Regions from separate parts of the Hordeum vulgare genome. Here region 2 is linked to region 1. The links are chromatin contacts, called in public Hi-C maps. All regions are on one chromosome and are shown on one strand. The core of a region is the stretch at or near the end of the contact, and the rest is flanking DNA. Distances in the headings are between cores, read along the strand shown. Region 1 holds the start of LOC123395590 (CST complex subunit CTC1). Region 2 holds the start of LOC123396814.

What was found. Hi-C and Micro-C count contacts between places; a contact is called where the count stands out from the background.
Region 2: a contact with region 1 is called in a Hi-C map of seedling, with 4 times the contacts expected there. The contact joins the promoter of LOC123396814 here to the promoter of LOC123395590 in region 1. A contact is called at or near these places in 2 of 6 Hi-C or Micro-C datasets (seedling and an unstated tissue) and 1 of 1 datasets of contacts at active chromatin or transcription factors (embryo).

Annotation. Positions count from the first base shown.
Region 1 is chr5H:412,665,198-412,671,145 of MorexV3_pseudomolecules_assembly, reverse strand. It overlaps LOC123395590 (CST complex subunit CTC1), which reads left to right and starts at 4,647. Exons shown (of 16, transcript XM_045090610.1): 1 at 4,647-5,726; 2 at 5,827-5,945. The coding sequence starts at 4,683.
Region 2 is chr5H:413,089,116-413,095,050 of MorexV3_pseudomolecules_assembly, reverse strand. LOC123396814 reads right to left here and starts at 1,721. Exons shown (of 3, transcript XM_045091625.1): 1 at 1,564-1,721; 2 at 671-1,225. The coding sequence starts at 1,151. LOC123396799 (putative calcium-binding protein CML19) reads left to right here and starts at 4,068. Exons shown (of 2, transcript XM_045091621.1): 1 at 4,068-4,208. The coding sequence starts at 4,068.

The sequences.
Region 1 (5,948 bases), core at 3,398-5,897:
TGTTGTTAACTATATCTTACTTGTCTTAATAGCTCTCGTTGTTAGCTCCATTAGGGTTCACCTCATTGTCATAATATTTGTGAACCCATATGTTGTTTACCTTAACTTGCTAAGATTAATTAAAAAGTGGTCGTTGTCTATTCACCCCCCTCTAGTCAACCATATCGATCCTTTCACTAACAGCACGGCACATCACACGCAGCAGGCGGCTCCGCACGGGACCAAGGCGGCGCGGTGCGGCGCAGGCCGGGCACCGGCACGGAACCACGGCGCGCGGCGCTGCCGGAGGGCGTAGGCGGGCGACGGGGAGGAAGGAGGAGGCCACGGGGCCCTAGAGCGGCTACTCGGCAAGGCGCAGAGCAGCTCCTGGCGACGGCACCTCGGCAGGGACTGGCGAGCTCGAGGCCAGCCGAGGCGAGGCCGAGGGGGCGCGACGCGGTGGCGGGGAGTGCAGGCGGCGGGGAGCGCAGGCGGGCACGGCAGGAGGACGGGGGCCATGGCGGGCGGCTGCGCGGTCGGGCAAGGGAGTTGCAGCGCAGGGGCTTGGATGGAACGGCGACGGCGGGGCTGAGAGGGAGAGGGGATCAATAGGGAGGAGAAGGGGATCGACAGCTGGGGAAGAACGACGGCGCGGGGGGAGATGGGTCGGGGGCTGGGGAGAGCCTGTGCTAGGCTACCGGGAGGCTTGGGCCTGGCCCCTTCCCTTCACTCTTTGCTCTTTTTAAAAAAATAAATAAATCAGACAACAAACACAAAAGAAAAAGGTTTTAAACAAAATAAAAAATGCCTTTTTTAAACTCCTTTAAAAATACACCCCAACTTTAAAATAGATTGGCATTTTTAAACGAATAAAAACTAAAACCTTTGAAGAAATAAATAAACCCTTTTCTTACAAAAGAATAAAAATCAAACCCCTTTTATTTAGAGACTAAAATAAAGGCTCTTTAAAGGAGAAAAGAAATGAGACTGTTTCAGAAAATAACCAAAGGAAAAATAAATAAAGGAAACCCAAGGGGTTGCCCCACATTTAATAAAAGGACTTTTATTTAAAAGAAGACGAATTTTTAAAGGGGGTTGAAACCGAATTTTTTTTACGCAACCCCAAAAAAAATGAAATAAGAGGGGAGAGAAGGTTTAGGTCCACGGTGCAACAGGGTTTGAGGTGGCTCTCACGCACCCACTCTCATCACTCCAACAAGACAACGCCACTCACAAGGCACTGAGACCCAACAACACGGAGCAACAAGCAACACCGACAAAACACAGTTGACATGATGCCATGCATGATGCCATGATGCAAACTACACGATGATGCAACGAACGAAATATAATCACACGACAGAAACGGAAATAAAGGGGAATCTTCTGGGCCGTCGGTCTCAGGCTGTCACACGTTCCCCGCCCTAGTGGATTTTGGGTCCTACAGAGGCCCATTGTTCTCCATCTTCTCCTATATGAAGCCATCTACCCTAGAAAAAATTGAGAGCGGTCTTTCGAGACCAACTATCGTTGTCTCAAGGCGGAACACCTTTGCTCTTCGGTGAAGCGATTCCTCTAGGGAAACCTCGCTCTGGAAGGGGTAAATCAAAGACATCGTCATCACCAACACTCCTCTCATCGTGGGGGGACTATCTTCATCAACATCTTCACTAGCACCATCTCATCTTCAAACCCTAGTTCAGCTCTTGTGCTCAATCTTTGTACCCAACCTCATGACAAAATGAATCGTCTTTTCCTGTTTTACAAAAAAACCCTTTGTTTTTTGGTAAATAATCCTCACTCCACCGTTAAGTGATATAAAGGGATTATTTTTTCATTTTAACGGAAATCCCCTATTATCTCTCTAATTAACCTGCAGTCCATTTAGAACAAATAATACCTTTTAAAAATATTCATATCTTTTAAACCCTAACTCCATTTTTACCATGGTATATATGAAATTCGATTAGAAAACGTGTAGAACATGAATATGATGTTATTTTATGTGTTAAATAATCTTGAAATTCTATTTAAGGTGCAATCTTAATCAATAGCGCATGATCCATCTTTCTTTCGTACCAATACCATCCCGAAATGCAATGAACAACTCATCAAAGCCGAACTGAAGATGAAATAAACCGTTGATAATAGTGCATGCACGCCTCAGCAAAATCTTGCATGAAAAAAACAGATTTCTCATCTTATACCAAGAGATACGTCTTGACAACACCTATTTAGGTCTTACTCATGGTTATTGGGTTAGCATCATGCGATATTTACTTTTCCATTTGCAACGTACAGTCTCTACTGCTAGTAAAGAATACTCACGTGGCCGCCGCCTCCTCTCCCAAGTTTAGGTTTCTTCGCCTCCCGCCAGCATCACTATTGGTCTGCCTCGTCTCCGGTGGCCTTAGGGCCATGGAGGCGTGGTGGATCCCGACCCTAGTCGGTGAGAGGGCTCCATTTTTAGATGTTACTTTAAGCTTTGTTCGGGTTTGTGTTATGCTCAGAAAGCGAGATGACGACGGCTCCATGAAGATGGAAAAATGTTCTCCCCGCCTAGCCCCTGTTTCGGTGGTTTGTCTAGCACCGTCGGTGGGCGTGCAGAGATGTGCTTTCAGTGGATCTATATTTGGTAGACTTGTTCGGATCTGTTCATCATTTGTCTACGTTCGTGTGTCTTCAGGTTGAATTATTTCGATGTACGCTACTCTTCATTGGTGACAGTTGTTGTTCTAGTGCTCTGGTCCCATGGGGCCTTAACACGACGACTTCTCTATTGAATACTAAAACAAGTTTTGCCTGGCTCCGGCGAGGGAGGGGCGATGGCGGTGGCGCGCCTTCGGCTTGCTTTAGTTCTTGTAGTCGTTGCCGGTGGGCTATGAATCTGTATGTATTTTTTTGAGAGTATATTGGTTGTACCGTCGTGATTGAAGATGAATAGATAAATAAGTAGATTTAATCTTTGGGGCTACTACGAATCAACCGAATGTTATTTTAGAGAAATCATCCGCCTATTCAGCCCTTCGATAAGCGTGCTAGTTGCCGTTGGATCATAGCAGCAGCGAGCGTGACAACTTCAACACATCGCCATTGAAGTCCCGGCGGAGCTCCAGCGCAGCATCGAGGGCGTCCAACGAGCTCCATTACAGATCTGGTAGAGCAGATCTGGTAGAGCTTCAACGCAACACCGACACTCCGTCGAAGCTCCATTGCAACTCCAGCCAAGCTTCAGTGCAACCCTGATGGAGCTCCAACACAGCGGTTGCGTCTCCGGGGAAGCTCCATCGCAGCTCCAGTCGAGTTTCATCGCAACTCTGACGGAGCTCCAACACAACATTGACGGCTCCGACGAAGCTCCATTGCAACTCCGGCCAAGCTCCATTGCAGCCCCGACGGAGCTCCAACGTAGCGCCGACGGGCTCCGGCTCAACGGGCTGCGTGTAGTTTACTGCACTGCAGATCCGCCGGTGATTGGTTAGCTCCTACAGTGGTGGCTACCGTCGATGGGCCGGTAACCGATGAAGGCTTTCTGTTGCTGCGTCGGTGGAAGGAGATGTGGATTCCGACAAGGAGATAAGATTTCAATGGTGAGTGGTGGGAGACGAGGAAAACGATGGAGACACGCCACCCACGACACGCATTGCCAGGACGAGGCGACGTAAGTGTCCCTATTATCATCCGGCTGGAGATAAACGATTTCCTTTAATCTTTTATTGAAAAGAAGTTGTTTTTTTCGAATGTCAGCAGCAAAACTGTCAAATTCATTGATCAAAAGAAGATTTTACAAGAGCCCTCTAAGGAGGAAAGCACTGTAAAAGGGAGCGCAAAAAAGAAAAGAAAGAAAAAAGACCCGCCAACAGCATCACAAAGCCACACTCCACCTTCAATCGAGAACATCATCAGAACCTATCGTCGGGATCTCCAACGTGACGCCTTCAAAGAGGAAACGATGTTGAAGTCACTGTCGTCACCCGATCAGGCACTGCGTGATCTTAGGTGTTCACCCAGAGATCACACGCTATATGGTAGGAAGGACAAACGACTCCACGACGATACCTTCAAGAAGGAAGACGACACCCTAGGGTGCCGTTACCGCCGACCACGACCGAGTCGATGCATGATTTTCATCCGGAGTCGGCCCCTCCGTCAACAATCCCCGGATCCGAGGCCACCAACGCCAAGTAGCAGCACAATCCCAAGCAAACACTACCATAAACAAAATGATCGAAGCCGCACATAGAAAACTCGACGAGCATGCGCCAACCTACTGGTTTGCACCGCGGCTCGCAGTCTTGAACAAGCAGTGATGGAACCAGGATTTGGATATGGACACTGATAGAGGAGACCAAATACATACATACTAGTATATATTGATCAAATATACATTAGGTATTTCAGGTTTTGTCGATTGTTTGGAGGAGGGAGGGCAGGCCCCTGCTCGTCCCCCGTCTCCGCCCTGATAACAAGCCAGGCCGGATCTGGCCAACTTTAACCTCCGTGTGCAGAAATGGGCGATCCTCCACACGGTAGCGTACATGGAAGGTCGAAGGTGAACGCGAGGCCCAGCTCATTTGACCAGTCAACCCACGATCAAGTGGGCCCCACACCGCCACTCGACTTCTCGTTCTCGGTTTCACTTCCCGCCTACTCATCTCCCCTCCCTCCCAAACCCACACCCCTCCCAGTCCCAATCCCTAACCATGGAGCCGCCGCCGGAGGCATCCACCCCTCGCCGGCTCGCCGTCGCCGACCTCCTCCGCCTCCGCCGCCCCACCACTGGTGCATCCTCCCTTCTTTCCCCCTCTCCCTCTCATTTCCCCGCCGCCACCACCTCGCAGCCCCGCAAAAAGCCTAAGCTCTCCGCCACGAATCCTGCCCCTACCACCGCCCCCTTCGCGCCAATCCCCCACCCCGTCCTCCTCGCCGGCACCCTCTCCCTCCCTTCCGCCGACGCCTGCCGCAACCACTGCCTGTCCCTCTCGGACCCTTCCTCCGCCTCCTCTGTCTGCTGCTACCTCCTCGAATTCGACCCCGCCGCCATCGGTCGCGAGATCCTCGTCCTCGCCTGGAACTACCTTCCCCCCGTCCGCCAGCACGAAGTCGGCGTGCTCGAGGCAGTCCGATGGTGCCTGGCAGATGCTCCTGGTCCGGTCCCCGTCCCCGGCCCTAGCTTCCTGACAGCGATCCCGCTTAATTCCGTGGACGCGGAGCCTGCTTTAGCCACCCGCGGCCGCATTTTTGGGGTTGTGAGGTCGGTGAGCGTGGTGTTCAGTGTGCCGCATGCCACACAGAAGGGTGACTTGGTCGGCTTCATAGCAGAGATGATGTGCTGTGGGTGCCGCCAGTGCAAGGTATCACAGCCAGAATCTCACCGCGGTCACAAGTTTGAGATGGAGAAGTTCGTATACTTTGTGGATTTGGCAAGCAGGTGGCGGCCCGTACTGGCACGACTGATTGGCAGGCCGGTTTCTGTCACGGGGCTGAAGAAAAAAATGGTCTCCGTTGGGAAGAAGGGCTCGTACACCATGTTGGTGTCATCAACTGAAACAATGGTGTCATGGTGCCCATCCTATGTGGGCGTTCCACCATTGGATGAGTTGCCAGGGAAGTGCAGTGGAGTGTACACTGGGGTTGTCTCTGGAATCTACATGCAGGGTATGTTGGTTGAGCTGGATGAGACCGCGTGGCTGCTAATTGATGATAAGCGGCTTGTGCCGTCACATTCTCTTCGAGTTGGCGCTGTTGTATGTTGCTAATTTGTTTTGAACCTTGGTTTGCAATTTCTTCACTTTTTGATTAAATAGCTTTAAATGCCAGCGTGTGACTGTTCTGGTTCTTTTGTAGATCTCTGTGAAGAAATTTCGAGTGGTTCGTCTAAATTTTGCTTGGACGACAGTTGTTCTACTTGGAACATGCAGTAAAACTAGCATTACTGTAAATGCTTTCTCCGTGGTGGACTCGAAGTA
Region 2 (5,935 bases), core at 472-2,971, 430 kb before region 1:
AGCTCAAACCTCAACTACAGCACACAAAGTGGCAGAAGCCAACCAAAGCAAGTAGTATGGCTACAGGTTTAACAACTGAAGAGGTCTAACAGAGTAAGTTATAAATTGCCACATTTAGAAGAAAAAAGAAGTCAACGGATTCTATAATACAACAATGCCTCTAGGGTTCTCTGATGAAATAAGAGTTTCTAGTGATAAAACATCCATATTAAGTATTGCGTGTCTGCTGCTGAGCATAGGAATCTCAAACAAATATCTTGAAGCCCAAAGTACAGAGCAAGCCACCAAACCCACCAATCAACAGCTCCAAACATGAAAATGGCATATGACCAGTAGTAGTTGTGCCCATAAATGCTAGTACAACAGCAAGAAACACAAAATTGGATCTTATCGTGTTATAGGTTTTGAGTTCTGTCATCTTAACACAGGCTGAATTTATTCCCAAACCATCAATGGATAACTCATAAATGAAAAGGTACCAGACTTGTCATGACTTTACAAAGTGAACTGTTGTCAGTTTATTATCAACTATGTAGAGCAAATGATTCCTCTTTAATATCACACGGGACTTATAATACTTTAATAAACAAACCAAACATGGCATATGTTTTTCCCAATTTCTGGGCAATCCCATGTAAGAACTTGGTAGATCTTCCTGCAAACCACTCACCAGAGAGGCCGCGATCGGCGAGAGGGCCAGCGCCAAGGAACCGTGCCTGAGGCATCGCGGGCTGCTCGGCGCGGCCGTGGCGGTAGCAGGGCACGAGTACGGCGAAGGAGGTCTCCTGATCACCGTCCGTCTGCATCTCCGGCGCCTGCGGCTCCAGCCAGCCGATGGACCAGTCGGAGTCGTCGGACTCGGACCCGGAAAGGCACCCGCCGCCGTCGGACGGCACGATGACCATGTCGTACTCCCTGTCGATCCTGGGCTCCCCGCGACTACGCCGCTGGTTCTTGACCCTCCTCTGCCGCGCGCGGCGGCCGCCGGCGGCGGCAGTGGAGAAGGCGAGAGCGTCCGCCTCACGGAACCCGGAGGGGAACTCCGGGAAGGAGGCGCCCGTCAAGGCCGTGCCGGGGAGCTCGTGGTTGCCAACTCGCGCGGCGTTACCCGGCCAGAGCCAGTGGGTGAATCGGCCCAGCCCCATGGCCATGAGAAGCTCCGGGATCGCTCCGATCAGATCAAAAAATTTGGGCAAAATCAAACGAAAACCGGTGTTCCCTGGATCTGCCAAGTTAAAACAAACATCTCAGAAAAAGTAAAGAAAAAAACCCAATCTATTTCTCGAAACGGATACAATGGGAAACTTTTGGGCCACAGCAAACCGTACTACTCGAGCAAATAAAGGTGCCGCCTCTGAATACTAAGCGCTGCGGCCACGGGAAATCTGCTGCAATTGGGAAGGTTTGCGACCACAAGAAGGGACAAGCCCCATTAAAGATAACTCGTCCAAATTTTTTCCAATCCAGACGCTAAATCAGGAGGATCAACACGGTGGGGCGATGATCCAAAATTTTAACCCCAGGAAGAAAATCACCCAAAATTAGAAGAAAATGAATTCTTGCCTGCTCGAAAACCGAGACCCGGCAAGACTCCAAACGCAACGAGAAGCGAAACCCCCCGCCTCTCCAGGCCCGTCGATCGATCGCTCCCTCCCCGTGCCCGGATCCAGATTAATAAAGAACTCCGCGACTAGGAGCAACCACCACTCCTCGGAGCGTGTGGGCACGGCACATATATAATCCTCTCGCCTCGCGACGGACGGCCGGGGTGGCGCCCGACGAAACGCGTGGGTCGGATCGGGACCGCCCGTTCGGTGGGCCAATCGCCGGGCACCGCCGCGCGCTGACGTGTCGCGGGCGGGGGGTTCGTGAGGCGCAAGTTCTCGCTTTCGTGGGCTCCCGGGACACTTGTCGCCGGCTGGGGTTTTGAGTGTGGGATTGGATATTGGAGTTTTTTTGTTTCTTTGCAGTCTGGTTTCCTTCTTTTTTTTTTTCTGCTGCATTCTGGTTTCGCGTCTCGGTGAATCTGCTTCACGGATGCATGTGGATGGGTTTCACGTCGCCATCAGGGAAAGGCCCGTGGATGTACCTGGAATGGCTATACGTATTATTGGGAATCAAGTTCGAGTTGAGGAGGCTGATTTGGTTAAGTAGATATAAGTAGATCTTTGCTGGTTAGCGCATTTCTTGTGAACGGCCCAGGCAAGTGTGTAGCACATGTTGGTGTGTGGCGTAATTCTCTCAACTTCGTATGTCGGCAACCCTGATATTATATCCCATTGAGGGTTGATTGTAGTGTATTGAAATGCCCTTGGAGAACATGATCTTTCATAACATGCCTCACAACCATGCGTGCTACCATAAGCTCGAGTGCACCCAATACGTTTTCTTGAGGATATGCCTGTTGCCATTTTCATCGACATGCAAGTCGTGATAATTATTATAAAACATAATCATTTCATACATTTACATCTATCAAATCACGTTTTGACCATATCACATCACAATATACACTGCAAAAACAAGTTCGTCGTCTTCTACTTTATTGTTGCAAGTTTTACGTGAATGTTATGCGCAACTAGTAAGAACCGTTCTTACCTACGTAAAGCCACAACAGTTATTGAGTACTCCCTCCGTTCCTAAATATAAGACCTTTTAGATATTGTACTATAAACTACATACGGATGTACATAGACATATTTTAGAGTATAGATTTACTCATTTTGCTTCGTACGTAGTCTCCTAGTGAAATCCCTAAAAGGTCTTATATTTTGGAACGGTGGGAGTATACGTGTTATGTGCATATTTTGTATTTGACCCACCTCCTAATTTTTTATAGTTAAGGTCGTGACCCATCTTGTACATCATATATACGTGCGATTATACCTGATCAATACATCGTGCAATTTCGTCATCATACATCGTATGAGTTTTTAGGTTTCAACCCTAGCTTTCGTTCAGCCGCCGCCGCCGCGCCTCGTCCGATCGCGCCGCCGATGATGCTGCTCCACCCGCCTCCACCGTCGCGCCTCTCTCCGTCGCGCCGCCACCGCCGCATCTCCATCGCCGTCGCCGCGGCGCCTCTCTCCCACCGCATCGCCGCGACATCTCCACCGCCGCCGCTGTTGCGCCTCTCTCCAGTCGCGCCGCCGCCGCCGCATCTTCACCCCCCGCCGCTGTGCTTCCCTAGCGTCACCGCTGCCCCTGCCGCCGCGCGTCACTCGCGCCGTTGATGTCGCCCCCTCTTCTGCCGCTGCCGTCGCGCCTCCCCGCGTCGTTGCTGCCCTCCTCATGTCGTCCATGACCGGCTCCAACCCGTTCGCCGACGCCAACCCTCCCGATGCCCTCGACATCCGCAACCTCAACATCCACGAGCGGGTTCCCATCCGTCTTGCCCAGACCGACTCCTCCTACTAGCTTGGAAGACCTACTTCTCCCTTGTGTTCTGGGAGTACAACCTCCTCGACCATGTGGATGGCTTCGTCGACTCCAGCCTCGTGCCCGACCATCATGAGTGGTCCGCCATCAGAGCCACACTCATCCGCTGGTTATTCCTCACCATCTCGCCCGACCTCTTCCATACGGTCGTGCATGACGGCAAAGATGCCCGCGTCGTCTCGACCAAACTGAACGGACTCTTCACCGATAATCGCCTTCAACGTCATGTTTTTCTGCAGCAAGATTTTTTTGGAGGCCACTAGGACAACTCATCCATTGACGACTATCGTCCCGACTCAAGACTCTTGCGGATGAGCTCTGCGGCATTGGTGTGAAGATTGATGACGACACCCTTCTCACCACGCGCACTGTCAGCCTCAACGAGGACTTCGGCAACGCTGCGGACAACCTCTCCCTCATCACCGAGCTCTCCTTCGCCAAGTTCATGTCCTATCTTCGGCTGAAGGAACGCCGGATGAAGAAAGTGAAGAGTCGGGCCATGCACGTCGCTCTCGCCGGCGGCACCACCCGTGGTGGCCCTCCTCCACCAGCGTTTGCTTCCCAATAGCAACACGCTCCCACACCCTCGACGCAACCTCCGTTGCTGCCCTTGCCGCAGACGACCTAGGATGCTCCTCCGTTGCCTCCTGAGCCCACCAACGGGCGCCACCGCGGTGGCCGGCGCGGTGGTCGACAACAGCAGCAGCAGCAGGCGGGTGGCGCCCCTCGTCCACAACAGACGCAACAGTAGCACACCCCGCGTTGGGCCGGTGGCTACAACACGTGGATGGGTGTCGTGCACGTGTACTCGATGTCGGGACCGTCGTTCCCCGTGCCGCGACCCCCGATACATTAGGCGTACTTTGCCGCACCGCAGCCTGATACGTCCCAAACGTATCTATAATTTCTGCTTGTTCCATGATCTTTTGGGTGACATTGTTATATGTTTTTGCTACACTTTTATATCATTTTACACATATTTGGACTAACCTACTAACTCAGTGCACCCAGTGTCAGTTTCTGTCTGCTGATTTCTATTTTGCATGGGCTTTTACCCAATTTTCCAAAGCACGAAAAATCCCGATAAAAATATATAAAAATCAGCACACCAGAAGCTTCACGAATCACCGAAGATGGGCCAGAGGGGGGCCAGGGGCCGCCTAGGTGACCTGTGGGCACGACCTACCCCTTGGTCGCGCCAAGAGGCCGCCTGGGTGGGTCCCACCTCCTCTGGTGCCCTCCTTTCGCCTATATTTACCCCTTGACGAGGAAACCCCCATAGAGGATCCAAAATCGCGATTTTTCCATCTTGCCGCCGCCGCAGCGCTTCCGAGATCGGGAGCGTCAGGAGACCTCTTCCCAGCACCCTCACGAAAGGAGGATTGACCTCCGGGGGCTTGTCCACCGCCATGGACGATTCCCTGGCCTGTTGTGACTAGTCCTCCTTGGACCATGAGTCCATGACCAGTAGCTATGTGATGTCTTCTCTCCAATCTTGTGCTTCAATGGTTAGTCCTTGTGAGCTGCCCTACATGATCAAGGCATCTCTGTAATTCTCTTGCTATTGCTATGCTCGGTTTGTTGGGATCTGATGGATGACGAGATTATGTTCAGATTGTTATGAGTTATATATTTGATTATCCTTTTATATTATGTTCCTTAGTGGTTCAAGCATGTTCTCCGTTGCTATTTATTGCTTTGCCCGAGTAGTAGATTGTAACTCCAAGAGGGAGTGTTATGCATGATTGTGGGTTCATTCCCCTCGATGTCTAGCTTGAGTGACAGAAACATGAGACTAGGAGATGTGTTGTTGCCACCAGGGAGAAAACAACGATGCTTGTGATCATGGTTGCAAGGATTGTTTACCTTACGCATAGTTCGTTCATGCAGTTGTCCGTTGCTTTGAGTTTACACTTTGGGTGGGGCTCACAGCTTAAAACCGGCGAGATGTTCTGGATAGATATCTCAAGGTGGATGATTAGTAAGTAGATACTGATGAATAAACGGTCTACCTGTCTTGGTGTACTGCCCATTACTATTGAACCTCTAACTATCAAGTATCATAATTAGCATTGCGGTGCGTTCATAATTCTGTCAATTGCCCAACTGTGATTTGTTTACCCAAGCATAGTTGTTTATCGTCTTTTGGGAGAGAGACATCACTAGTGAACTGTTGGAAATATGCCCTAGAGGCAATAATAAATTAGTTATTATTATAGTACTTTGTTCGTGATAATCGTTTATTATCTATGCTATAATTGTATTGATTGGAAACACAAATACATGTGTGGATACATAGACAAAACACAGTCCCTAGTAAGTCTCTAGTTGACTAGCTCGTTGATCAAAGATGGTTAAGTTTTCCTAACCATAGACAAGTGTTGTCACTTGATGACGGGATCACATCATTAGTAGAATGATGTGATGGACTAGACCCAAATTATAAACGTAGCATGTGATCGTGTCATTTTGTTGCTACTATTTTCTGCATGTCAGT